2 separate regions of the Mus musculus genome follow, and region 1 is linked to region 2. The links are chromatin contacts, called in public Hi-C maps. All regions are on one chromosome and are shown on one strand. Each heading gives the region's core, a stretch centred on a gene start, on an enhancer-like site or on the middle of the called end of the contact. The rest is flanking DNA. Distances are from core to core; before and after follow the strand shown.

Region 1 (4,541 bases), core at 1,425-3,924, 200 kb before region 2:
TTTTGTTCGTTTATTTTTTATGAATTATTTTATTTATTTATACCCCAAATGTTGTCCCCTCCTGGTCCTCCCCCCCACACACACAGAGAGTTCTTCATCCATCTCTCATCCCCCTTCCTTCGCCTCTGTGAGCTCCCCTCCCCTCTTGCTGCCGCATCCCCCTCTTTGGGGCATCTAATCTTACAGGATTAGGTGCATCCTCTCCCACCAAGGCCTGACAAGGCAGGTCCTCTGTCACATATATGCCAGATCCTCAGACCAGCCCATGTATGCTCTTTGGTCGTTGGCTCAGTCTCTGGGAGCTCCCAGGAGAAGGCCCCAGATATTAATATTATCACACTGGCCATTAAATATAAGTATTCGAACAGGGGAGGAGCATGCAGACCAGGCAGACCATAATAACCATCACTTGACCTCATTAGACCTCAATTTCATTGTTTGAATAAAGAATGTACACTGTGACGCTATTAAAGCTCTTCCCTGCTTTAATTTTTCAGTTTTTCCTTATCCATGACCCTTGTTCGCACCACATACCACCTCTCTGACTGACTCCTGCTCTAGCTTGCCACACCAGCACTCATTAAAATTTTTCCATACAATTATAGAGAGCTTTAGATGAGTTATTTGTAGAAACTAAAAAAAAAAAAAAGAAAAGAAAAGAAAAAAAAGAGAAAAAGAAATGACTAAGTTACTGTTTCATATTTAAATTCAAGTAATTTAAATATGAAAATCCAAAGTTCTTACAATTATCTAGGGGAAAAGACTCAATCTCTGTTTCATTCTAAATTGTAAATCCTTTAATTCAAGTGGAGTTTAAAGACTGCCCTTCCATTTATCCCTATAATCTGTGCTTGGTGTGAGTTTTGGAACCTCAGAAACAACCTACAGATTACGTCAATAATGAGATATAATGTCCTAAAAAGTGAGATAATTATATGGCATCTTATAATATGACTAAGTTGTTTACATTTTTAATCAAAGTATTTCAGCCTTATGTTTAACCAAAATAGAGATTTGAGAAATAGGGTTTTTTTCATAGCTTGTCAGTCTATTTTTAATTTTTAATAAATCACCCCATGATTAACCAGGTAGTCTCTTCATTAACTGCACCTCATAGATTTCTTCAGAGACCATAATTGCATCCTAGATTAACATTCAGAACACCTGCTTCTCTGGGTTTTCACGATATCAGTCCTGAGTCCTTTGACATACAGAGCTGCAATCATTGAGAATTTTTGTAGTTTTAGAGAAGTGTTCCCTGCTCTATCTTTCTAGCTGGGCATCATCTGCTGTGTATGACATGAGTTTTGTTTACTGAAGCTGTGGTCCAACATCTTTCACCTTGGGTTAGCAATTTAGGAAAATGAGATACATGGCCCAAAATCCCAGCATCTGAGGAACTCCTGTGTCCTGCTCTCAGCTTCTATGGCTTACACCAAACTATGATCATTTTCGGAAACAAAAAGAATGGCTCTGAGATTCTTCCTAACGTCACCAGTCGGCAAAATGCATCAACATTCAAACGAAGGAATGAATAGATATAATTAAATTTTTATTTTAATTCAATACAATTTTTCATCCATGAATTTTGTGCGCATACCCTAACTATTCACCCAGAGCTGAGGAAAAGGCAGGAAAAAAAATGTAATAAACTGTTCCCTCTGTCCCTTCACATTTCTGCTGTGTTACTCTTAATGGCCATAGGATAAGTTCAAAACCAAAGCATCAAAACGTGATAGTTTTGCATGATAGTTGGGAAACATACATGGTGTTGTATTGAATGAAACCTAATTTTTTTAACTCTGTGGACATATTGTGGTCAGACTGGAAGTGCAACACCCAAGCCTTGGTGACGTTGGACAAGTTTGATGGGCACAGTGGTGTAGCCAACACTATGTCACCTAAGGCGCCAATGTCAGTGCTCCTGTCAGTAGGCCTCACTGTAAGCTTCCCAGCTCCTCGGCAGCACTGAAGAGTCATTCCTTCTCTATAAATAATCATGTGCATTTATTAGACTTACTAGTCCCCTATACCCCCACCAGGACTCCAATATTTTTGACGCAATTTTTTATCATATATTTCAGTAAAGATTTGCCTGTTGCACCTTACAGTTGATGACTTAGAATATTTTACTGGGCTTGCTTTAAAACAGGGACCATTCCATCAGTATAGTTAAAGGGAAAGGCTTCAAATTCCGATGTGCCAGGTGCAACAGCAAAGTAATTCAACACTGGAGTGATAACCAAGTGAGAAACTCTACTTGTCTGTAGCTAGGGATCTAAAAAGTTCAATTTCTATTATATGGGCTTCTGTTTTCCTAGTTAACATTCACTATCAACTTGATGCAAACCAGAGTCGAGTGAGAAGGAAACCTCAATTGAACAAATGCCCAGATCAGACTGACTTGTGAGCATATCCATGGAGGGCTGTCTTGTTTGTTAATTGGTGTAGGAGAGCCCAGCCCACTGTGGGCAGCACCATTCCTTAGACTTTGGTTCTGGGCTCTATAAAAATAGGTAACTAAGCCTCAGCCTGAGACTGAGCTAGCTAGCCTTCCTCTCTTGTTCCTGCTTCCAAATGTCTGCTCATGTCCTTGCTCTGACTTCTCTCAATAGTGACTATAACCTAGATGGTTAAGCGAAGCAAATCCTATGCTCTTCTAAACTGCTTTTGGTTAGAGGCAGTTTTGGTTTTGGTTTTGGTTTCAGCAGAAAAGAAACTAGAAAGCTGGATACTTAAATTCTGTCTTAGAAAATGCCTGGCAAGGTCTACTATCACAGAAAGGGGCAAGGCTACACTCATCACCTGGCTTGGATTTCTCTGCTCACAGAAGAAGGTGCTAAATGGAATACCTCTTTTTTTTCCTACCCAAACTCACTTCTCAAGTATGAGTATCATCAAGGCATATTTAATCTTTTTCATTTTCTATGACTAATCCTGTGTCCCTTTGGCCCACCTGATAAAAGTTGTACTCAATTTTTGATTAGAAAACAAACCACATCTTCTCTCAGGGCATGAATCCCGGTAGTCATTCATGAAGAGGCTTTGTAAGGTTATCCTCAGAGCAGCATTATGGGTGTTTGTCACAGTGAATTCCTCACAGGGCTCAGGCCATACATGGCAAGGCCAACATTGACTTTTAGGGGAGGTAATCTGCCACAAAGCTTATTAGAGCTACTTTTAAAGCAATTTTAGAAAATATCTCCCCCCCCCCAATTTAAGATCAATGGGAGTCATACATAATCAAGAACAGCTGTGAGCCATGGAGATTCTGACAGAAGATCCATGCTAAGCATCACATAAGCAGATCAAAAAAGAACACTGAGAGGATCTGCCCCTTCTTTTATAGATGGATAAATGGGTAAATGGATGAGGAGTTGTGCTCCGCTGAGGGGACCATGTGATGGTTTAATCCCTAAGGAACACCCTAAAGACTGGTCTTCTGATTTTCCATCTCCCATTGGCCCTCCCCAAAGAAGAGTCCAACGACTTTAGTCGCTGTGGAACACAGTTCACAACACGTGACAAAGGAAAGTGTTAGCTACACTTCGAGCGTTCTGGAATGAAAACAGCCTACCTGGCTTAGTAGTCAGCTCAAGTCACTGATCTATACCCAAGAGTTGACAATACTGAGTCCATCAGTCACTAAGCACGACTGGTGACAAATGTCCTTGTTGCTTTGGAAAATCAGAAAGGAAAAAAGGTACAAACCACTGTTTCTTACACTTCAATCTGTTCCTATAAAATGTAATAAACTTGACACAAGAAATAATATGTGTCTAGGACATAGCTCCCCTCCCCCTAGAAAAAACAACCTAGCAGCTGTTGCTGAAACAACAGTCTCTCTGACCGTCACCTTGCCTCAGAGTCATTTTCAAGGAAGGAACTAACTAGGTTAAGTTAGAAGCAGCCACTAACCACTGCCCAATAGGGAGTAAAGGTTTGCCTTGCCTTAGTGAATACAATGAAATAACTGAGAGGATTTTAATCAACTGGGGAGGCATACAATGAGACAGGTTAGGATGAAGGGGTAAAGCCATGGAGGTCACTACAGACCTTATCTAACAAGAATGAGAATGGTCTGCTCACAAAGGCAGATAACAAAGTGCCCCTGTCCTGTCTTTTTTTTCTTTTTTCTTCCTTTTCAAACAATGAAGGGAGAGTCCCCTCTTTTACTGAGAACTACACGTGTTAAGTACAAAACAGAAAAGCTTCAGTCAGAAGTGAGTCTCTGATAGAGCCTTCAGATCAGGTGGGGGCGAGTGGAACAACAGAAGGTAGAGGGCCAAATCACAGCAAATTCAATCCCCTGGATTCCTTTCTCCTGATCTCGATGAAATCTCATCACTGTGTGGGGGCCAACTCCACGTTTTGTTCTGTGCCTAAAATCCAAAAGGTAAAGATGACTAATGAAAACAACAAGTATGTATAATTTTGGAATACCTTCAGATTTGGAAAGACAACCCAGTAAATTTCAGCACACCAAATCCTACATCTACAGTGGACAAAGAGGTAGGACACTGTAGTTAAAAGAGCATGAC
Region 2 (4,852 bases), core at 1,909-4,408:
TAACAGCTTCTAGGACAGGCAGAAGCCACAGAGCTTCTGAGGCAGACCCCGTTTTGGGCTCCAGACACCGGGGCACCTTCCCTCCTAGAGGAGACGTGTTCGACCTGCCCTGGAGGGCTTTGCTGGAGCACCTGGGGGAGCCATCTTGGTTCCCGGATCCCACCAAGACCAGTCTGCGCAGGTGAGAGTGTGGAATACAGAAGCTACACAGATTCTGGGATAAGCCCTGTTTCCAGCCTCAGAAGATGGAAAGATCTCCATGCTCATGGATTGGCAGGATCACCATTGTAAAAATGGCTATCTTGCCAAAAGCAATCTACAGATTCAATGCAATCCCCATCAAAATTCCAACTCAATTCTTCAATGAATTAGAAAGGGCAATCTGCAAATTCATCTGGAATAACAAAAAAACTAGGATAGCAAAAACTCTTCTCAAGGATAAAAGAACCTCTGGTGGAATCACCATGCCTGACCTAAAGCAATTACAGAGCAATTCTGATAAAAACTGCATGGTACTGGTATAGCGACAGACAAGTAGACCAATGGAACAGAATTGAAGACCCAGAAATGAACCCACACACCTATGGTCACTTGATCTTTGACAAAGGAGCTAAAACCATCCAGTGAAAAAAGACAGCATTTTCAACAAATGGTGCTGGCACAACTGGTGGTTATCATGTAGAAGAATGCAAATTGATCCATTCCTATCTCCTTGTACTAAGGTCAAATCTAAGTGAATTAAGGAACTCCACATAAAACCAAAGACACTGAAACTTATAGAGGAGAAAGTAGGGAAAAGCCTCAAAGATATGGGAACAGGGGGAAAATTCCTGAATAGACCAGCTATGGCTTGTGCTGTAAGATCTACAATCGACAAATGGGACCTCATAAAATTGCAAAGCTTCTGTAAGGCAAAAGACACCATCAATAAGACAAAAAGGCCACCAACAGATTGGGAAAGGATCTTTACCTTTCCTAAATCAGATAGGGGACTAATATCCAATATATATATAAAGAACTCAAGAAGGTGGACTCCAGAAAATCAAATAACCCCATTTAAAAATGGGGCTCAGAGCTAAACAAAGAATTCTCACCTGAGGAATACCGAATGGCTTAGAAGCACCTGAAAAAATGTTCAGCATCCTTAATCATCAGGGAAATGCAAATCAAAACAACCCTGAGATTCCACCTCACACCAGTCAGAATGGCTAAGATCAAAAATTCAGGTGACAGCAGATGCTGGCGAGGATGTCGAGAAAGAGGAACACTCCTCCATTGTTGGTGGGATTGCAAGGGGTGGAAATCAGTCTGGCAGTTCCTCAGAAAATTGGACATAGTACTACCGTAGGATCCTGCAATACCTCTCCTGGGCATATATCCAGAAGTAGTTCCAACCGGTAAGAAGGACACATGCTCCACTATGTTCATAGCAGCCTTATTTATAATAGCCAGAAGCTGGAAAGAACCCAGATGCCCCTCAACAAGGAATGGATACAGAAAATGTGGTATATTTACACAATGGAGTACTACTCAGCTATTAAAAAGATTGAATTTATGAAATTCCTAGCCAAATGGATGGACCTGGAGGGCATCATCCTAAGTGAGGTAACCCAATCACAAAAGAACTCACATGATATGTACTCACTGATAAGTGGATATTAGCCCAGAAACTTAGAATACTCAAGATATAAGATACAATTTGCAAAACACATGAAACTCAAGAAGAACGAAGACCAAAGTGTGGACACTTTGCCCCTTCTTAGAATTAGGAACAAAACATCCATGGAAGGAGCTACAGAGACAAAGTTTGGAGCTGAGACGAAAGATAGACCATCTAGAGACTGCCATACCCAGGGATCCATCCCATAATCAGTCTCCAAACGCTGACACCATTGCATACACTAGCAAGATTTTGCTGAAAGGACCCTGATATAGCTGCCTCTTGTGAGGCTATGCCGGGACCTAGCAAACACAGAAGTGGATGCTCATAGTCAGCTATTGGATGGATCCCAGGGCCCCCAATGGAGGAGCTAGAGAAAGTACCTAAGGAGTTAAAGGGGTCTGCAACCCTATAGGTGGAACAACAATATGAACTTACCAGTACCCCCAGATCTCATGTCTCTAGTTGCATATGTATCAGAAGATGGCCTAGTCAGCCATCAGTGGGAAGAGAGGCCCATCGGTCTTGCAAACTTTAAATGCCTCAGTACAGGGAAACGCCAGGGCCAAGAAGTGGGAATGGGTGGGTAGGGCAGTGGTGGGGAGGGTATGGGGGGACTTTTGGGATAGCATTGCAGATGTAAATACAGAAAATACCTAATTAAAATAAAATTAAATTAAAAAGAATATGAGAAGCCAACTGAAGATGTATGTAGATCTTTGTAGGTGTACATGTGTGTCTGTGTGTGTCTCTGTGTGTGTGTGTGTGTGCATGTTACCCACAAATCTCTTCTTCCCCACCCCTCTGTGTATAGAATAGGGTTTTATAATCTAGAGCATGGATCTTCCTGTGTGTGTGTGTGTGTGTGTGTGTGTGTGTGTGTGTGCATGTTACCCACAAATCTCTTCTTCCCCACCCCTCTGTGTACAGAATAAGGTCTTATAATCTAGAGCATGGATCTTCAGCTGATCTGAACTGATGATATAAAACGCAAGACACCCACATTAAACCGTAGCGTCGGATAGTAAAAAAACGTCTTTTTGTCTGTGCTTTTTCTGGTTATACAGGATAGCTTAGAGCTATATTCACAGAGAAGAATTCAGTTTGGAAAGAAAGAGAAAAAAAAAAAACCCTTCATTTGTTGGTAGTATAGTGCGATAAAGTTCCAAACTCAGCTTCCACAAACCAGGCAAGACTACCGGCAGGAACCTGCCATTCTGCTGCATGCGCCGCTGTTGCACAGTGAGTGGGTGGAATGTTTTACTCATGACGTGACGCCTGCAGGTCTCCCGGGAAGGCCTTTTCCAGTGCGAAGCACTGAGGAGCAGATCTCTTCACAGGAAAGATGGTCTTCTCCGTACTGAGCTCTACCGTGGCCATCCCTAGACTGTGGTAAATGGAGACCTGACCACCGCGCTGTGGGTGACCAGGGGGATGGAAGCGGAGATCCTGAGAGGACACCGCCTCTTCCCTCCCCCTCTGCCAGCCACACCACATCAGCAAACTCTTGCCCTACAGTTCATCTCTCACCTGTTTGTACACGCAAGATGTGTTTGACTCTTTTTTTTTTTTTTTTTTTTTGAAAAGCAGATTTTTCCAAAATCAACTTCAGCTGAAACCTCTTTCCCTCTCTTGCTTTCTGGCAGTCCGTAAATAAGTGACACGTACTTTTTAAAAATTCAGTGTTCAGCTGACACACTAAGCTCTAAGCTTGGAAAGTGTGCTCTGAATGCTGAAATTTCCCAAGCTGGAATACGATACACAGTGATATTTAAATCCCAAAAAGATAATGTTTCACATGCTAAGAACATTCATTTAAAATATAGATAAAGGATAATTTCAACTCTATTACTGTAGCTTTAAACTATGTTACTTGGAGGAGAAATAAAAATGTGACGGTCTCACTGAAGCAAAAATCTAATTTTCAGTGTGAGGAAAGAATATGAGAATCTAACTGAAGAAATATACAGTTTTTTGTAGATGTCAATAATCCCGAATATTTTTCTTTAATCACTAAAGCAAAGTGTTCATAAGGATCTCCCTAATTGTCTACCCATTTCCTTCCCCTCTATCGGTCAGCACCAGAACTGCTCATTTCCTGCCAGCAGCTATTTTCTGTCTGCCCTCTGGGCTGCTGATGTCAATCTCTACAAGCAGACGCAGCGAAACCTTCGATCTGGTTGAGCAACAGCAGGGCCTCGCCTTGGAGCCGGGTGGAGAAAGCAGGGGTGTAAAAGCACTCAGAGGAGATTACAGATGGCATCGCTGCCCACTGTGGAACAGAAAATTATGTGGTGAGAGGATGTCAGGCATACAACCATTGCCTTGCACACCTTCAAATTATGCACCCTTGTGAGCCTTGAGCCAAAGAAATCAACAGAAAGAGAGTGCTCACTTTGCCTTGCACACCTTCAAAAAAAACAAAAAAACAAAAAACCTAGAAGTAGTCTTTCCACCTCAGAATGTATTCTATCTTTTCGTGTCTCACTTTAAATGTTTCCTCTTCCTGTTAAATTTACACCAAGATGAGCAGTGCCTCTTGAGAGCTGCATCCATTTTTTTCTAAATGAGACTCTGGTGTGTTAAAAAAAAAAAAACAAACAAACAAAAACAAAAGAAAACAAAAGCCCTGCATCTTTCTCTCTAACTGAAACTCACATGTCTTTTGACCAGCATCTTCCTAACCTGCTATTTCCAACCCACTGGTAGCCACCATTCCTATTTTTGGCTCCCATGAAATTGAATGTCTTCTATTCTACATATAAATCAAGTTACACAATATGTCTCTTTATGGACCTATCTTATTTCACTTAGCATCATTTAGCATAATACTCCCCAAGTTCTTTTGTTTAGTTGAAGTCCCACCTCATATCAAATAACAAACGAGAGAGAGAGAGAGAGAGAGAGAGAGAGAGAGAGAAGGAGAAAAGGAGAAGGAAAGAAGAAGAGGAGGAAGAGGAGGAAGAAGAAGAAGGAGAAGAAGAAGAAGGAGAAGAAGGAGAAGAAGAAGAAGAAGAAGAAGAAGAAGAAGAAGAAGAAGAAGAAGAAGAAGAAGAAGAAGAAGAAGAAGAAGAAGAAGAAGAAGAAGAAGAAGAAGAGGAGGAGGAGGAGGAGGAGGAGGAGGAGGAGGAGGAGGAGAAGGAAGAGGAAGAGGAAGAGGAAGAGGAAGAGGAAAACTAGATGAAGTGCTAC

Evidence for each region. Hi-C and Micro-C count contacts between places; a contact is called where the count stands out from the background.
Region 1: a Hi-C map of CD4 T cells shows a contact between it and region 2, with 3 times the contacts expected there. The contact joins two enhancer-like sites. A contact is called at or near these places in 2 of 484 Hi-C or Micro-C datasets (CD4 T cells and nephron progenitors) and 1 of 115 datasets of contacts at active chromatin or transcription factors (differentiating embryonic stem cells).

What each region holds. Positions count from the first base shown.
Region 1 is chr15:93,948,759-93,953,299 of GRCm38.p6, reverse strand. No RefSeq gene overlaps it. Among named protein-coding and RNA genes, the nearest start is that of Gm30609, 12 kb to the left of the region's middle. Within about 2 kb of position 2,674, at least 21 of the 459 cell types and tissues checked have an H3K27ac peak or open chromatin away from gene starts, as enhancers often do.
Region 2 is chr15:93,750,092-93,754,943 of GRCm38.p6, reverse strand. No RefSeq gene overlaps it. Among named protein-coding and RNA genes, the nearest start is that of Gm41386, 40 kb to the right of the region's middle. Within about 2 kb of position 3,158, at least 63 of the 459 cell types and tissues checked have an H3K27ac peak or open chromatin away from gene starts, as enhancers often do.